Linked DNA regions of Mus musculus: regions 2 and 3 are each linked to region 1. A link is a contact called in public HiChIP or PLAC-seq data. All regions are on one chromosome and are shown on one strand. Each heading gives the region's core, a stretch centred on a gene start, on an enhancer-like site or on the middle of the called end of the contact. The rest is flanking DNA. Distances are from core to core; before and after follow the strand shown.

Region 1 (5,147 bases), core at 1,663-4,162:
CCTTGAGTTGGAGATGAAAACTTGGACTTTCATTGCCCTAAGAAAACATTACCCCCCCACCCCCCCACCCCCCCAGCCCCTACCTCCCACCCCCGCACCGGTTTCCCAGTGGGCTAGTGTGTACTTAGGAGTTTACTTTCCAAAGTCTCATTTTAACAACAGTAGCTATAAAATCTCGCATCTGATGCCCCTGTATAGATGAAGACACAACACAATGCATTTGTGTGACCCAAGCGTGGAAAACACTCCTCGGTGTGTTCCTGGAAGCTGCAGGTCAGCACACATCTCTTTTGCCCGGAGTTCCCTGAGGCCAGAGCTTCCCGGCTTATTATGCAGATACCAGTGGCTACATTTGAAAGGTTCCCCCATGTCCTGCGAGACTACAGACTTTGGACTCATGAGCTCTCTGTCCTCCTAGGAGAGCTGTAAGATAAGACTATAGAGACAACCAGACTCTCACCCCCCAGCCTTAGGAATTCAGAGTCCTTGCAACCAGCTCTCACTAAACCTTCCGGGGTGGGGGTGGGGAGGACACAAAAGCGACCGCAGGTATAGATGGAGAGTCTGCTTGCCAGGAAAGAAAACAAAGCTAACAATCTTCTGCTGAAAAATGAGTTCATTTAGTATTGAATGGTAAGCTGGTCTTTCCCCAGACTTCTACCACAACGCAGTTCCCAACATGTCAAGCGCTGGAGTCCCAGAGTTCATTTCTAAGCTGTTTTCCAGTCCCCACCCGTCCACCGCCAGGGCTTCCCAAGCTGCGTTGCTGAGTGTCCCACACTCACCCACCACGCTGTCTACTGATTGCTGCCTCTCTTCCTGGCAGGTCTCCACCTTTTTGATTTTGATATTCCCAACCGCCAAGACGGTGCCCACCTAAAGAAGCCCAGAGAACATATACGTGTTGGACCGCAAGTGGGGTCCCTGAAGCTTATTTCTCTGATGAAATTCATTGCAGACTGGAGGGGAAGGGTTATGCTTCTCACATGACTACATGTTGGAACTCACAAACATGCGTGGAACCCATCCCTAGCCTACTAAGGCTGCTAATAAGCTATCTGGAGGCATGGGCTGCCAGCAGTGGGTGGGGCAACAGAAATTTTTCTTCCAGTCCCTACGCAGGGAGTGTGGTTAAATTTAGATGGAATTTTACCTGGGACAGAGTTCAGTGCTGGTTCCTTCCAGATTTCCCTGCTCTGTGTCCCATCCCCCACACCTCCCACCCGCGAACATGGCTGTCTCCATGCTTCATGCTGAAATTCTACTATAGATCTGCAGTCCGGAATTTTTCCTGTTCTCTACACAGAAGTATTGCTTCCCCAGAACAGCTGAGCACAGTTTACTAACTTTTAGGAGGGAAGCGGTCTGTTGGGAGTGCTTCTTGCTACTTTGTTAATGATTGCCAACTATCCCTTCAGCTGCACCCAATCACCTATGCCAGGTGGGTAGGAGTCTTCAGAATAGTTGGTAAGGCTGTGAGATTTAAAGACAGACCTGGATTTGGGTCCTGATTCTACCTCTAATTTACAAGGTCTAGTCATGTGACTTCTTTGAGCCTCATCTGTAAAATAGGAATCATTATAAAGAAAAAATATGTATAATACTTTTGTGACTCTGGTAATACACCCTGTATCAGTCAGAGTGTGAAGGACTTTTCCTTTATGGATTCTTTTTTTTTTTTTTTAATTCAGTACAAACCACAAAGTATACATTTCTAAATATCATAAAGGAGAGTAACATTTCAAGAGATTTGAAATTATGATCGATTCCTTCCTTCCTTCTTCTCAAACTGCTGTGAAGCCAGTATGCGACCTGATGTGAGTGTCTGGTTGTGTGGATGGGAGAGGGAGAGTGGTCTGCCCTAGGATGCGACTTTCAGAGCTAAGTAAGGATGCTGCCCAGTCACCCGCGGCTGAAGATGGATCCCGGGAGTCCGTTCCCTTCTTTAATTCCCGTGTCCACAGCTTCCTCTCTTTCTCTGCCTTGACTTTATGAATCTGCAAGTGGTCCAAGATTCCCCCCACCCTCCCTTTCTTTCCTTTCCTTTTTTTTTTTTTTTTCTCTCCACACAGCTCACAACAGCTGCAGGGTAGTGGGGGTCGGCGGATGGTGGCAGCTGTTTGCACGTATGGGTTCTCTGTCATTTCCCTGTGTAAGGCAGGGGCTGTTTGTATATATCACAAGCCGCCACCTGGCAAGATGTTTGGTTCCATCCATGTTTGAAAGTTTTGCGCATGGGATCATGAATGCAGAGGGTAGGAGGAGCCTTGAGATCTGGGTTCCAGACCCTTGCTGCCTTTCAGTCTTAGTTACTAAGCATCCCACCCCGGTCTAGTTACAGCCTCCTGTGTATACTCACTGTCTAGAGCAAAGAGTGCTCTTTATCCTACGCAGTTAATTCTCAAAGGCTTCGCGATTGGTTTGTATATGGCGTTTTCATTTAAAAACCATTGTAAGTGAACATCAAAATAAATTTAGGAAGGGGCAAGCAGTATGTTCATTGCTACCTATGAGGCAATTCAGGATTTTGAGCCTAAAAACCTTTAAAAATATATCATGCCGTCGCCAAGAGGAAGAGGCAGGACCCATGAGCAGGACCTTTGTATTTACGTATTTACCTTACTACTGAGGTTTGCACAACTGTCTCATATCTTCGGAGCAACTGGGCTCCAGTGGAGAGTGTCCTGTTCTGTTTAGTGTGGGAATAACTGAGGCTCAAAGAAAAGAACCATTAAGGATTTGTCTGGACCCTACAGGCGGGCGGGCGGGCGGGCAGGCAGGCGCTGAAAGCAAAATTTAATCCCGCATCTGTTTTTCTGTTTCTGTTTCTGCTAAGACACAGGCTTTTGTTATGCAGCACTGGCTGGCTCTAGATATGCGGACCAGATAGTTCTTGAATTCAGAAACCTGCCGGCCTTTGCTTCCAGAGTGTGAGGATTAAAGGTGTGCACCACCCAGACCTGGCTCAAGCCTCTTCCTCAGAATGCCACTTGCTTAAACACACATCATCACGCAAAACAAAGAACCCAAATACTTGAATCTTCAGGGTCCCATGCATTACTGTTTATTGAAAAATGTCACTAACAAAAATTCAACTTCGGAATCACATTCACTAAATTCCACCTTGCTCAAACTTTTTGAGCACTTTTCTGTTCATTTTCAAGACAGGGTTGGTTTCTTTCTGTAAACCAGGATAGCTTCAAACTCATAAAGATCCACCTGCCTCTGCCTCCCAAGTGCTGGCATGAAAGATGTATAACACCACTACCCCGCTAAGCACCCTTGAACTTTCCTGCCTGTGAGGCATTGTTTTGCTTCTTAGACTTTTCTTTTCGGCCCATTGTTTAAAATGTAGTCCCCACACCCCACCGCCACACCTTTCCTAAATGTCTCCACTTTAATGCTAAGCATAGGCATTTGGAGCGAGGGTAGCAACCTTGGAATAGATAAGAAAGATCCGGAGAGAAGCCTGTCACCCGCTCCATCTCCTGTGCAGGCTGCAGAGCCAGGGTCGTTCTGTGTGCAGTCATTATCCATTGCTCCTGGCTCACTCTTGTCCACTAGGCCTGTCTAATCCACTCCTCATTCTCAAGTGCTCTAACACACACACACACCTCTATACTCCCTTGGGCTTGGGAAATACTTGCTTTGTTTCCTAAATACTCAGGATATAGTAGGTACTTAGCAATTGTATAGTAAGTGCTGGAATGTGCGTATGGACAAAAGAACAAATGAATACTATACTCTCACAAGTAGTTTACATTTGAAGGAGAGCAGATATGAGGTTGGCTCTTTTGGGTCCCTGTTGGGATCTAGCCTAGCAACCTTCAGTGCTTTTTTAAAAAAAAAAATAAAAAAAGTGGCCTGTTTTAGGCAAATAGCCATCTTCCCCAGCATCATCTCCCAGCATCTATTTCGAGAGACGAAACTTATTTCAAAAGAAACATTTACAACTTTAACTATCCCAAGGGACCATAGATGCCTTTGGTTTCAGGAAACTTGTCAGTGTGGCTGAATAGAGGGAAGCACGGTGCTAAGCAGAACGTGAGGAGAGCTGAAGGAAGCCGAGGCTTCAGCAGCCCAGAGGAGGAGCTTGCTCCTAGAACAGATAGCGATTGCAGACCATGCTTCGTCTTCAGCTGTGTCAAGTATGATCTCATCAGAGAGAAGGAGAGACGATAGAACACTCTAGGCAGAGAGTTACATGGCGAAGGAAGGAAATGGTTATTCCACACATCCTGAGATAGGAGCGTCCAAAGAGAATTTATTTATTTATTTATTTATTTATTTATTTATTTATTGAGCCAAGAGCAGGCAGGCGCTCACAGCAGAATGCTTACCTAGCATGTGTGGGGCCCTGGGCTCCAGGCCCAGTACCCCACACATACAAGTCTTGAACTGAGGCATATGCAAGGTCCCCCATGACCAGTATGACACGGATGACCCGGTAGTCACTCACCTCAGCAGTTGTGGGTAAAATAATCCAGTCATCTTGAAGAGAAGCTCTCAGCCTAGGCCCCTCTGGAAACAGGTCTTGAGATGCCCTGGAAAGAGGCAGTGTTGTCCACCCGTGTGTAGGGGACACTGGGCTTATAGCAAAGGAAGTGAAAGCGTCCGTCCGAGAGGGGGAAAAACTGAACATTCCCAGTAAGGGTAAAGTGCAGACACAAGCCGTTTTCCCAGTGTGGGTTGGAGGCGTTAGGAAGTTTCTTGATGGTGGAGTCTCTATAAGAACAAACAGGACTCAGTCACCCTTTCTTCTTTTCCCTCCCTCGGTACATCCTGAAACCTGAGGCCTGTTTTTGTTTTGTATTTTTTGTTCTTGTTTTTCAAGGCAGGGTATCTTTGTATAGGCCTGGCTGTCTTGGAACTCACTCTGTAAACCAGGCTGGCCTTGAACTCAGAAATGCGCCTGCCTCTGCCTCCCAAGTGCTGGGATTAAAGGCGTGCGCCACCAGTGCCCAGCTTGTTTTGTTTTAATAGTCTAGAAATAAATTACTGGGGGAGAAAGAGACTAAGACGTACTACAGGTCATTCAGGCCAGCCTGCTTTGCTTTTGTGTTTAGAGGTCGCGTTGCACGTTCTAACCAGTTATTTCTATTGACATAAAACTGGTGAGTGAATATTGGGTCCTCCAAATCCTAGCT
Region 2 (5,147 bases), core at 957-3,456, 110 kb after region 1:
ATTTGAGAGCCTGTGCACAGGGGATGGGTTGGCCTCTCCCTTGCCCCCACCCCCACCCCGTGGCTCTCCAGTCATTCTTCCCTAAAGGCAGATGGGTATCTAGAAGTCTTTCACAAACGGCTCCAGGGGAACCCAGGAAGCTGTCAGCACAGACCTGGAGCCGAAGGGGTCAGCCTGGAAGTAATCCACTGGCGTGTGGCTTCTCCCCGAAAATAGATCCTAGGCCCACCACAGGCTTGCTGTTGTAAGACAAGGCAACCTTTGAACCAATTTAAGAGGTAGATTTTTCAGCCGGCAAAGCCAGTGCACATACACAGAAGAGTTTTAGAGCCCAGTGGAGGCTGAGTCACCAAGAGAGGACGGCTGGCTCATGAGACATCTCCCCGACTTGAAGGCTTCCAGGCCAAGAAGAGATTTGTAACCCGTGCAACACAGAAATAGCAGCCATGCCCCCACTAGCTCTCCCATCTCAGGAAGGCCTTTCTCATCTCACACCAGTGAGACCTGTCCTCACCACTCATCCTCTCCCTCTGCGGCCTACACATTCTCCGACCCAGTCTTTCCACTTCAGAATGATGGAGTGTCTCCTTCTAAGGGACTTTGGCCTCTCACAGGGAGGAAGAAACGTGCCCAGTAGGCCCTAAGGAAATGCTCACGGGGTGGACCAACAGACTCCTCGTTCTTCCTTCAACTAAGCACATGTTCAAGATCCCCTCACAGGACTGCTTCATGCTCATCTAGAGCTCAGTGCTCTATTCCATCTTCCTCTGTAGCCAAATTACCCTACCCAACACACACACACACACACACACACACACACACACACACCTCACACACACCTCACACAAACACCATACACATACACACACATACACACACCATACAAACACCACAGGCACACACACACACACACCTTACACTAAAATTAATAATAATAATAATAAAGTATTGTTTATGCCCAGAAAGAATTAACAAATCAACTCATAATAAAGTAAGACAATTATAATAATATAACCTAATAAACATTTTGTGAGTGTGGGCTCTCTCTCAAAATGTCTACCGTCTCTCTACTTAGAAGAAGCCCTGCGTGGCTTCTCCTTGGCACAGCCCAACCCACTACAATCCGCTCTTGTTCTCTGAGGATGAGGTCAAGGAAAGTGAGAGTTGCGAGGACCTTGGCACTATGACAATGCGCCTATCAATCTGAAAATGGAGTCAGCTGTCTATACGAAATGTTCCTCCCACTCCAAAGGGAAGAAGATAATTGATTCTTATATGATTCAAATACGAGTGACCATGGACTGGGAACACAGGTTCCCCTTGTCCCAGAATAATGCATCCCAAGGTGGAGACAGTTTGGAGAACTTTATAGCTAAGGACAGGATTAGGGACTCAGGCACTGTCTGGTAGCATTCTTGGTTTGGAGGTGGGTGAAGGTTAAGCTCTGGTTCCTGTATTCCAGCAGGATTTACCTGATCACAGGAAGGATGTTACTAAAGATAGGAATGATAAGAGGCTATTAAGCAGACCAAAGATAACCAAAGAGGAGCCTGGATCGACAGCATTCCAACTCTTCGTAATCGTTACATTTTAATCAGTTCATCAGCCCAGTGGACTCTTTAACATAGGTGTGGCTCTTTTCTTCTTCTTCTTCTTCTTCTTCTTCTTCTTCTTCTTCTTCTTCTTCTTCTTCTTCTTCTTCTTCTTCTTCTTCTTCTCCTTCTCCTCCTCCTCCTCCTCCTCTTCCTCCTCCTCCTCCTCCTCCTCCTCCTCCTCCTCCTTCTCCTCCTCCTTCTCCTCGGAACTCAGTTCACGCCCATCCTGAAATCAAATAACCCACTGCATGGTGGCTTCCAGAGGAGAAGGACCCTTTGTTGGGGGGGGGGGGCGGGGGAGGTTCTCAAACAACCAAGGTTTAACCACCTGCTCAGCATTTAACTGCTCAGAAGAGGCCAGATTAACCAAGCAAAAGACTCCCATGGATCCTTTGTGCCTCTATCAACCCAGCCAACTTCCCTGGAGCTTTGGGGACCATAGGGACAGTAATAAACTGAATTCCTGCAGTCCTCCGGAGGGATACACTCTGGCCGGTGAGAAAGGATGCTAGCAGGTCGAGTGAGAGGTGCTGAGGCCACAGACAGGACTTCCCCAGCTCCACCCTCCTCTTCTGGGACCCTCCCTCCTAGAGAAGTCATGGTCCTGTTTGCATGTGGCGTTGCTGCCCCCTCCTGGGAGATGCTGGCAGCTGCTCCTCATTCCCGAGCCGCCCAGCCTGTTCCAAAGCCTCTGTCTGCACTCACCATGGGGGTAAACTTTTTCATTGAGATCATTCCCATTAAAATCACCCAGGTCAGCCAGGCTGGTGGCTGTGGAGCAGGCCTGTAAGCCCAGCCTAGACAGGAGGATTTGGAGGTCGAGGATGGTCTTAACAACTTAGTGAGACTCTATCTCCTGAGAGTAAAAGCAAAGAGCAGAGACAGGATATTGCACTTGCTGACTTGATCAATATTAGTGGGGTGCCGGAGATGGGGGGGGGGAGGAGTGGAATCTATTAAACTTGTCTTCCTTCTTTTGGTTCATATTCCTTGGGTCTTCATTTAATCTGTCTTTTTGTCCCCAACCGGCAGCTCCCATCAAGAGTGGAGTTTGGCACACAGGGTGCCTCTGTGGCCTCAGGAAGGCAGGGACTGATGCTCCAGAGCCTATCAGCTCTGGCCACTTGGTGCCGTGGCACCCCTTGCCTGAGAGCAAAAAGTTCCTTGAACCTTGAACATTATGGGGGGAAGGGGGGGGGGGAGCGGTGCACACTTGCAGATCATCTGGGCCCTAAGGTACACCTGCTTCCAGACAGTGCTCTTGCCTAGCATGAATAAGCTTTGGCTTATAAAGTAGGCTGAGATAGCTGGGGCTAGCTCAGTTGGTAAACTCCACCTAGCCCTGGGCTCATCTCCAGCATGGCCTAAGACCCAGTGTACCAACATATGCTTGTAATCGCTCAGGAGCTAGAGGTGGGAGGGTCAGAAGTTCAAGGTCATCTTCTGCTGCACAGTGAGTTTGAGGCCACCTGAGGTACCGGAAATCCTGACTCTAAAATTAATAATAATAAAGTATTGTTATGCCCAGAAAGAATTAACAAATCAACTCATAATAAGTAAGACAATTATAATAATATAACCTAATAAACATTTTGTGAGTGTGGGCTCTCTCTCAAAATGTCTACCGTCTCTCTACTTAGAAGAAGCCCTGCGTGGCTTCTCCTTGGCACAGCCCAACCCACTACAATCCGCTCTTGTTCTCTGAGGATGAGGTCAAGGAAAGTGAGAGTTGCGGGGACCTTGGCACTATGACAATGCGCCTATCAATCTGAAAATGGAGTCAGCTAACAGGAGGGGCAGACCCTGCCTCCAGGCCAATTCATGCCCGAGAGGTGGTTCAGATGCTGTGAGATTCTAAATGTACTACCCAGAACTACTCGAACGGCAAGCAACTTAAAACTTATAATGGAAGCCGGGCGTGGTGGCGCATGCCTTTAATTCTAGCACTCGGGAGGCAGAGGCAGGTGGATTTCTGAGTTCAAGGCCAGCCTGGTCTACAAAGTGAATTCCAGGACAGCCAGGGCTATACAGAAAAACCAAAAGCCAAAAATCAAAAAACAAAAAACAAAAAAACAAAACAAACAAACAAAAAAAAACCCAACCAAACCCCCCCAAAAAAACAACAAAAAAAAAAAAACGAACAAACAAAAAACAAAGAAACAAAAAAATTTATAATGGTTTATTTCTGAAAATATCCCTTCACGCTTTTGGACCACTATTGGCTGTGTCCAGCTTGCTACGCTGTTGTGAGCCATTTCCACCACTCAGCCCATTTTGGGCTTCTCTAGCAGACATCAGACTATTGCTTAAACTCTGGTCCTTAGAACCCATGTAAGTAGAAGTATAATGGCACTTAAACTCTCTCTCTCTCTCTCACACACACACACACACACACACACACACACACACACACACACACACACACACGGGGGGGGGGGGGGGGGGAGGGGGGGGAGGGAGACGGAGATGGAGACACAGAGATAGAGAACAAAGTAACCAATCAGTCCTAGAGAAACAGAAAAGTAAAAAAGAAGTCAAGTTTGCTCAACCTGTGTAGACACCAAAGCCAAGTGGGGCCCCAGGTCCTGCTGCCAGGCCTGCCCTGCTCTACTGCTCCCTGTCAGGATCTGGCCTCTCTTTACTATGCTTAGCCCTTGCTCTTTAAGTAGTTTTCCAGCCTACAGACTACTCCTTTTCTTCAGTTGTCGGAGAAGCGACCTCCACTGGTGTTTCCTTTTAAGACCTTCTCCTTTGATTGTTTGGGGTATCTGTTTGTGTGATTTGTGTGAGGGCGGTTGTTTTGGCTTGGCATGGGGATGCTTTGTTCTTTTAGAGACAGATCTCAGGTATTCTGGGCTGGTCTCCAACTTGCTAAGTGGCTGAGTGACCTTGCGGTCTGATGATCCTGTCTCCACCTCCTCCTGTGCAGGGATTACAACTGCTGTGTCACCATACCCTCCTTACTTCTTACTCTCCCTGTCAGCAGGTACTTTACCCAAGCAGTCTATATCCCCAGCCTGCTCTTATTCTTAAAATTCGACTGACAGTCTCCTCGAGGATCAGCACTGCTCTCTGATGTTCTAAAGATAAAACCAATGGGCCCTTTAGTTCACCTTCTGGCCAGGTGATCTCTCAGTCAGGACCAGAGGCAGCTGCACTGTCACACAAACCCTAATTAATGGTGGCTTAAAGTGAAACAGTTAAATTCTCTTCTCAGAGTTTAGAGTTAGCCTTGACAGACTAGGGTCTGGGTCTTTCCTTCTGTTGTGTGGCATTTTCTTTTGAATGGAAACTTTCCATCTTGGGGTGTGTGGGGACGGTGCTCTGAGGACTCCAAAAGTTCTAATGGGAGGCCCACTAAGATTCAGGAGGTGGCACATGCCTTTAATCCCTGCACTTAGGAAGCAGAGGCAGGTGGATTTCTGAGTTCAAGGCCAGCCTGGTCTACAGAGTGAGTTCCAGGACAGCCAGGGCTACACAGAGAAACCCTGTCTGGAAAAACCAAAACCAAAACCAAACCAAAAACAAAAAAGGGAGTTAAATGACTTAGAA
Region 3 (5,147 bases), core at 1,939-4,438, 75 kb before region 1:
GCTGGAGCTTCACCGAGGAAGACACCCAGTATCAACTTCTGGCCACTGCACATACATGTGCATATACACACATATACCATACAAGCACACATATAAGTAAACACACACATTTAAAGAAAAACTTCTCTCATGTGGTTTCAGTTTTGTTTCTGTTTGTTTGTTCTGGTTTTTATTTTTGCCCTGGAAATCCCTGCCTTATTGGTCCTTCTACTTCCTAGACTCAGGACTGGCTATGGACGACTTAGTCAGGAAATATCCTAAGGATCAAAGCAAATGATTCCAGGCACTAGCAGCACAGGGACCTGGAATCTGCCGTGGACATGTGTGCACAGCCATAGGCAAATGCCCATTGTGCCTGTATTTATGTATACGCATGCAGTTTCACGTTGTACGGCAGCAGGATCATTCAGAGTAAATGAGAGGACACCTAGATTTGTGTGTTCCAGTCTCTCCCAGGCTTTTCCAAATTGAAGAGTCTGGCTTTCACAAAGGATACCAGGTTTTAGATAAAAGATCCCACAATGATTCTTCCTAGGTGTGATAAGAGGATATAACATGTGCTCAGAAAGGACAAGGTCATTGTTTGCAGAGTCTAGTGTCTGAAATTTATTTTTAATCTCAGAGGTCCCACTCTGAAGTTTCTGAGTCAGTTGTCTAAAGTAGAGTATGAAATGGTTGGAGATTTTAATAGCCATCCCAGGCTTTGTGTAGGCCTCGGAGCGGCAGCATTCAATATGGTCCTCTTCCCATGCAATGCTTAGACTATCCTATGGCAAGTATGCCTTTCCCTACTGAAGCTCTGGGTCCCTCCTAAGAGTAAGCATCAGTTACATTAATGTAGCTTAAGACAGAGTCATTGTCCTGAAGGAAACTTCCCTGAGGTCTAGTTGAGGAGGGAGCAAGACAGGCCGTGACTTTCTAGCAGGAAGCCACATGCCATCTGTCCCCCGCCATGACTGAGGTATGGGATCTTCACACCAGCTGCCTGGGCCAGGGTGCTCCCAGGAAAGGGTCTTCCAAAGTGCCCTACTTCCAACCTTCATCCACAAGGCCACAGTTAATTTTCCAAGGACTGATGAACTTCTAGAAGCTGAATATCATGGGGGTGGGTGGTGGGTGGGAAGCAAAACCTGATGCAGAGCTGAAATGGTCATGTTTAAAATGTCTAAGGACTGTCATCAAGCAAATATGGGAAATCGGCCACAGGCACAATTCCCAAACGTAGGGATTTGCTTTACTTATTTGCATAGGAAGAGTTTTATTTAATGGATGAAACAGAAGACTTAAATCCACTTACCTCCATGGCCCCACCCGTTCCTTACATTCATGGTCACATTCTTTGCATGGCCCTAATCCCTTCATGGTCCCATCCTCTGCCTGGTCCCACCCCCCTACCTGGCTGCTGGCTCCTTTTTTTCAGCTCAAATAGACTGGATAAGACACTCTGGTGTTTCGGTTTCTTAACTCCCAAGAAAGAAAATTATAAGAAAGACTTGTAAGCCAGACATGGTGGAAGATACACACCTATAATGTCAGCACTATAGAGATGTAGAGGCAGGAGGATCAGGAGTTCAAGGTCACCCTTGGCTACTTGGTGAATTGAGGCTAGTCTATAATGAAAGAAAGCCTGTCTTCAAAAACAAACAACTCAATAGTAGCAAACAAGAGGCTTCTAGCTGTTTGATAAGACGTTGAGACTCATGTGTGAGTTCCTGTGGAGTAGTCACCTCTGCAGCCTGGACAGAGAAGAAAAGCACAGGGCGCATGCTTTATTTCCCTGTACTCATTGCTGGCTAATTAGAAAACAGATTTGTTAAAGTTTTGGCCCAAAGAAAAAGCCCAAGGCTCAAAAAAGAGACCGAAGAGAGTGACATCATTTCCTCTGACTCTTCCCTGAGGGCGTCCTGGTGTTGGGGAGAATGACTCAGGGCCCAGAAATGAAGCAAAACAGAACAATTTCCAATACTGATGATTTTGGTCCCTAACCTTCCCCAGGAAAGGATGGTATTCATGGGGGTGGGGGGTGGGGGATAAAGGAGCAAGGGAGCAAGACCTGTTTGCTCACTGAACAGACAATAAGAGAAGAAAGAAGTTCAAGCCGGATCCTAACGTGTTTTTCTGTCCCTATCCCTCTCTGTATGTGTGCTAGCACATTCAGATCCCCCAAAGTTCTTGGAATATGATGTGGTGGTTTAGAAGCTTATCATTTCTGAGGTTTGTTTTTATTATTATGGGGTTGGAAGACATTTTCACTTTGACTTTTGCAAGCAGCTATTACTCCTCTCTTGAAATCATAGGTCCCCCATAATGCCGTGCGTGCTTCAGGAAGTTCATTCCTCTACCTCCAAGAATAGGACGCACTCAAAGTTTTTTGTTCTTGCTCAGTGAATGAAAAGAAGAACTAAAAGGAAGGCATGACTGTTCCTAGGGGGTGGAGGTCTTTATTATAGCTTTAAGGGGGAGTGTAAGCAGAGGTGTGGGGAAGAGTCCAGAGTGAACTGGGCCATGGAGGAGTTCAGGGCTGGGGGAGGACGGAGGAGAGAGAAAGAGGAGAAGGAGGGATGAGAGATGAGACTCAGATCCAGAGGCAAAGAGGCCAAGAAACCAGCATAGCCAAAATGGCTGACTTACATAGAAATCAAGGAGGCTGGGTAAGGGAAAACCTGTCTAGTCCCTGGGGCGGAGAGTTTAGGGTAGGGGTCAGGGTACACCAGCTGGCTTATCTCTGCAATAGGTCTGGTGATACTGAAGGAGACTGGCAGATTGGATCTGTTTCCATATGTTATTATGCACCTCAGTTAGCTATTTAAGACCCAACAGCTAGGTAATGTTAGAGTACTGATACTTCTATACAATGTATGTTAAATTCTTTGCATTAAAGGCATTTGAAAGAACATAGGGATTATTCTGACAGACCCCACAAGGCAGATCCTAGGAGTTTGTTAGTCAGGCTACTGAGACAGACAGACAGACGGACAGACAGACTCACTAGGTTGATCTAAAGCTCCATTGAATCCTACTGAAGCCTGGGAAGAAAGCATACCCCATTTTCAGCTCTCCCTGGAGCTTCTGAAAGTAGAGATAATTGCTATCTATGTTATCAGAAAGCATCAAGCTTAAGGCCACAGGACTTCTGCAAGAGCTGACTGAGAGACTCAGATTACAGAAGGAATCTGAGGAATCTAAGAAATGCCCTTGAAATTCCTTGGTAGAATCTGACCTGAGAATCACAATCCATCAGTTTCCTCAGCAGATGCCTCCGGGGATACCTGACCTTGAACTCAGTGCCCTCTGCTCACTCTCCTGAATGTCATGCATCTATGCATGCATCTCTTGATGGCCTCAGGACAGGCTACCCCAAAGCCAGGAACACTGGCATTTGAGAAAGCTGCATTTGAGAAGTAGGAAGACCACTCTGCCTTCTGTCCCCACTCTCAAGCACAGCACAACTGTATCATTGATGAACTAAACACCGATGCATTGAACCTTACTGAGACCAGACTGTGACTAAAACCACAGATGTCCGCAGAGTTTAGGCGGGACATTAAGGATACAGTGTTACAAATAAATAGAAAATGCAGCCATCCCTGATTCTGCCAGGCAGAAATTGCTTCCCTGCAACATCTGCTTGTTTCTTGGCTCAGGTAGAAAGCTGGACTACATTTCTCAGCCTGTGTTGCAGTGGGGTAATGGTCTGGGAAGAGCCTGGGCCCTGTGTCTGTGGAGGAAGGTTTAGCAGAGAAGTGAAGCCCTAGCAAGGCTATTAGATGAGCAACTATGGTCTGGATGTCACATGTTTGTCGCGTCAGCTTTGCTTGTCATCAACATATATGTTATATAAATAATACACACACACACATATACATGTCACAAAAGTGAAGCACAGATTTTTTTTTTTAAAAAAAGCACAAAATCGGGGAACCTGACATAATCTGAGGAAACAAAGTCAGAACAATTTCTCTTGGGAATTCTGAAGATAAATAGCACTTCACTGGAATCAAAAAAAAGTAGACAGGGCAGGGCTGGAGAGATGGCTCAGTGGGTAAAACCACTGATTGTGCTTCCAGAAGTCCTGAGTTCAATTCCCAGCAATCACCTGGTGACTCTAAACCATCTCTAATGGGATCTGATGCCCTCTTTTGGTGTGTCCGAAGACAGCTACAGTATACTTCTATTAAAATAAAATAATACATAAAATAAATAAATAATTCTAAAAAAAAAAATACTAGACAGGTCAAGAACAAGAAATTCCTAACAAGGAGAAGCTGGGAAAAGAGAACTTGATGTGTGTTTGAAGGAGAAATTAAAGATGCCCTATAGGATTTTGGGAAACACGTTTTGAGGAGAAGGCAGTGAGAGCATTTGAACAAGTGAAGTTTATGATGCCCAGGTCTGTGCAGATGTTGAAATGCTAAGTAGTCGAGAGGATTTTGTGGCAGGAAGAGCCTGGCAGGTCAGCTGCCCTTGAATAATCATTATGACACAAGGGAGGGAGGGAGGGAGAGAGGGAGGGAGAGAGAGAGAGAGAGAGAGAGAGAGAGAGAGAGAGAGAGAGAGAGAGAGAGAGAGAGAGAGAGAGAGGAAATAGTGACTTTTCAAGAAGTAAATGCAGGCGGGGCGTGGTGGTGCACGCCTTTAATCCCAGCACTCGGGAGGCAGAGGCAGGCGGATATCTGAGTTCGAGGCCAGCCTGGTCTACAAAGTGAGTTCCAGGACAGCCAGGGCTACACAGAGAAACCCTATCTCAACAAACTCAACAAACCAAAAAAAAAAAAAAAAAAAAAAAAAGAAGAAGAAGAAGAAGAAATGAGTGCAGAATGGACTCCCACTGAATGCCAATTCAAGAGAAGGATCTAGAAAGAAATTTTCAATGAAAACTCAGAAGGAGCCAAGAGAACTGGCTGAGAAGGAAGGTCTAAAGGCCAAGGGAAAGAAGCTGCACACACCTCAACACGCCGTGTTAATCTAGGTAAAAGAAGAGCGAATGTGTCTGTGACGGTTTTGAAAAAGAGGAAGGATTATGGGGTGGAAAAAGCTGAGGGTGGTCACAGACATTGCTAGATTGGTCGCATGCAAGTTCAGGTTGAGAAGTTCTTACACGATGACACGTTTACAAATTCTGGCTAAAACGGTCCACTCTGTACTTT

The links. HiChIP or PLAC-seq counts read pairs in DNA pulled down with a chosen protein or histone mark.
Region 2: an H3K27ac HiChIP or PLAC-seq map of embryonic stem cells shows a contact between it and region 1, with 6 times the contacts expected there. The contact joins two enhancer-like sites. A contact is called at or near these places in 1 of 39 promoter capture datasets (embryonic stem cells), 1 of 15 datasets of contacts at CTCF or cohesin (embryonic stem cells), 30 of 484 Hi-C or Micro-C datasets (the HL-1 cell line, bone marrow-derived macrophages, embryonic stem cells and 6 more), 18 of 115 datasets of contacts at active chromatin or transcription factors (CD8 T cells, bone marrow-derived macrophages, embryonic stem cells and 5 more) and 4 of 9 other capture datasets (adipose tissue, bone marrow-derived macrophages, embryonic stem cells and 1 more).
Region 3: a contact with region 1 is called in an H3K27ac HiChIP or PLAC-seq map of embryonic stem cells, with 14 read pairs. The contact joins two enhancer-like sites. A contact is called at or near these places in 7 of 39 promoter capture datasets (the C10 cell line, embryonic stem cells, epiblast stem cells and 1 more), 1 of 15 datasets of contacts at CTCF or cohesin (the NIH/3T3 cell line), 25 of 484 Hi-C or Micro-C datasets (bone marrow-derived macrophages, embryonic stem cells, erythroblasts and 4 more), 25 of 115 datasets of contacts at active chromatin or transcription factors (CD8 T cells, bone marrow-derived dendritic cells, bone marrow-derived macrophages and 7 more) and 4 of 9 other capture datasets (adipose tissue, embryonic stem cells, liver and 1 more).

Annotation. Positions count from the first base shown.
Region 1 is chr5:53,465,541-53,470,687 of GRCm38.p6, reverse strand. No RefSeq gene overlaps it. Among named protein-coding and RNA genes, the nearest start is that of Gm40304, 79 kb to the left of the region's middle. Within about 2 kb of position 2,912, at least 21 of the 459 cell types and tissues checked have an H3K27ac peak or open chromatin away from gene starts, as enhancers often do. A contact at or near this core is called in adipose tissue and embryonic stem cells, where this site is marked.
Region 2 is chr5:53,352,315-53,357,461 of GRCm38.p6, reverse strand. No RefSeq gene overlaps it. Among named protein-coding and RNA genes, the nearest start is that of Gm40303, 88 kb to the right of the region's middle. Within about 2 kb of position 2,206, at least 46 of the 459 cell types and tissues checked have an H3K27ac peak or open chromatin away from gene starts, as enhancers often do. A contact at or near this core is called in adipose tissue and embryonic stem cells, where this site is marked.
Region 3 is chr5:53,540,357-53,545,503 of GRCm38.p6, reverse strand. No RefSeq gene overlaps it. Among named protein-coding and RNA genes, the nearest start is that of Gm40304, 4.2 kb to the left of the region's middle. Within about 2 kb of position 3,188, at least 85 of the 459 cell types and tissues checked have an H3K27ac peak or open chromatin away from gene starts, as enhancers often do. A contact at or near this core is called in adipose tissue and embryonic stem cells, where this site is marked.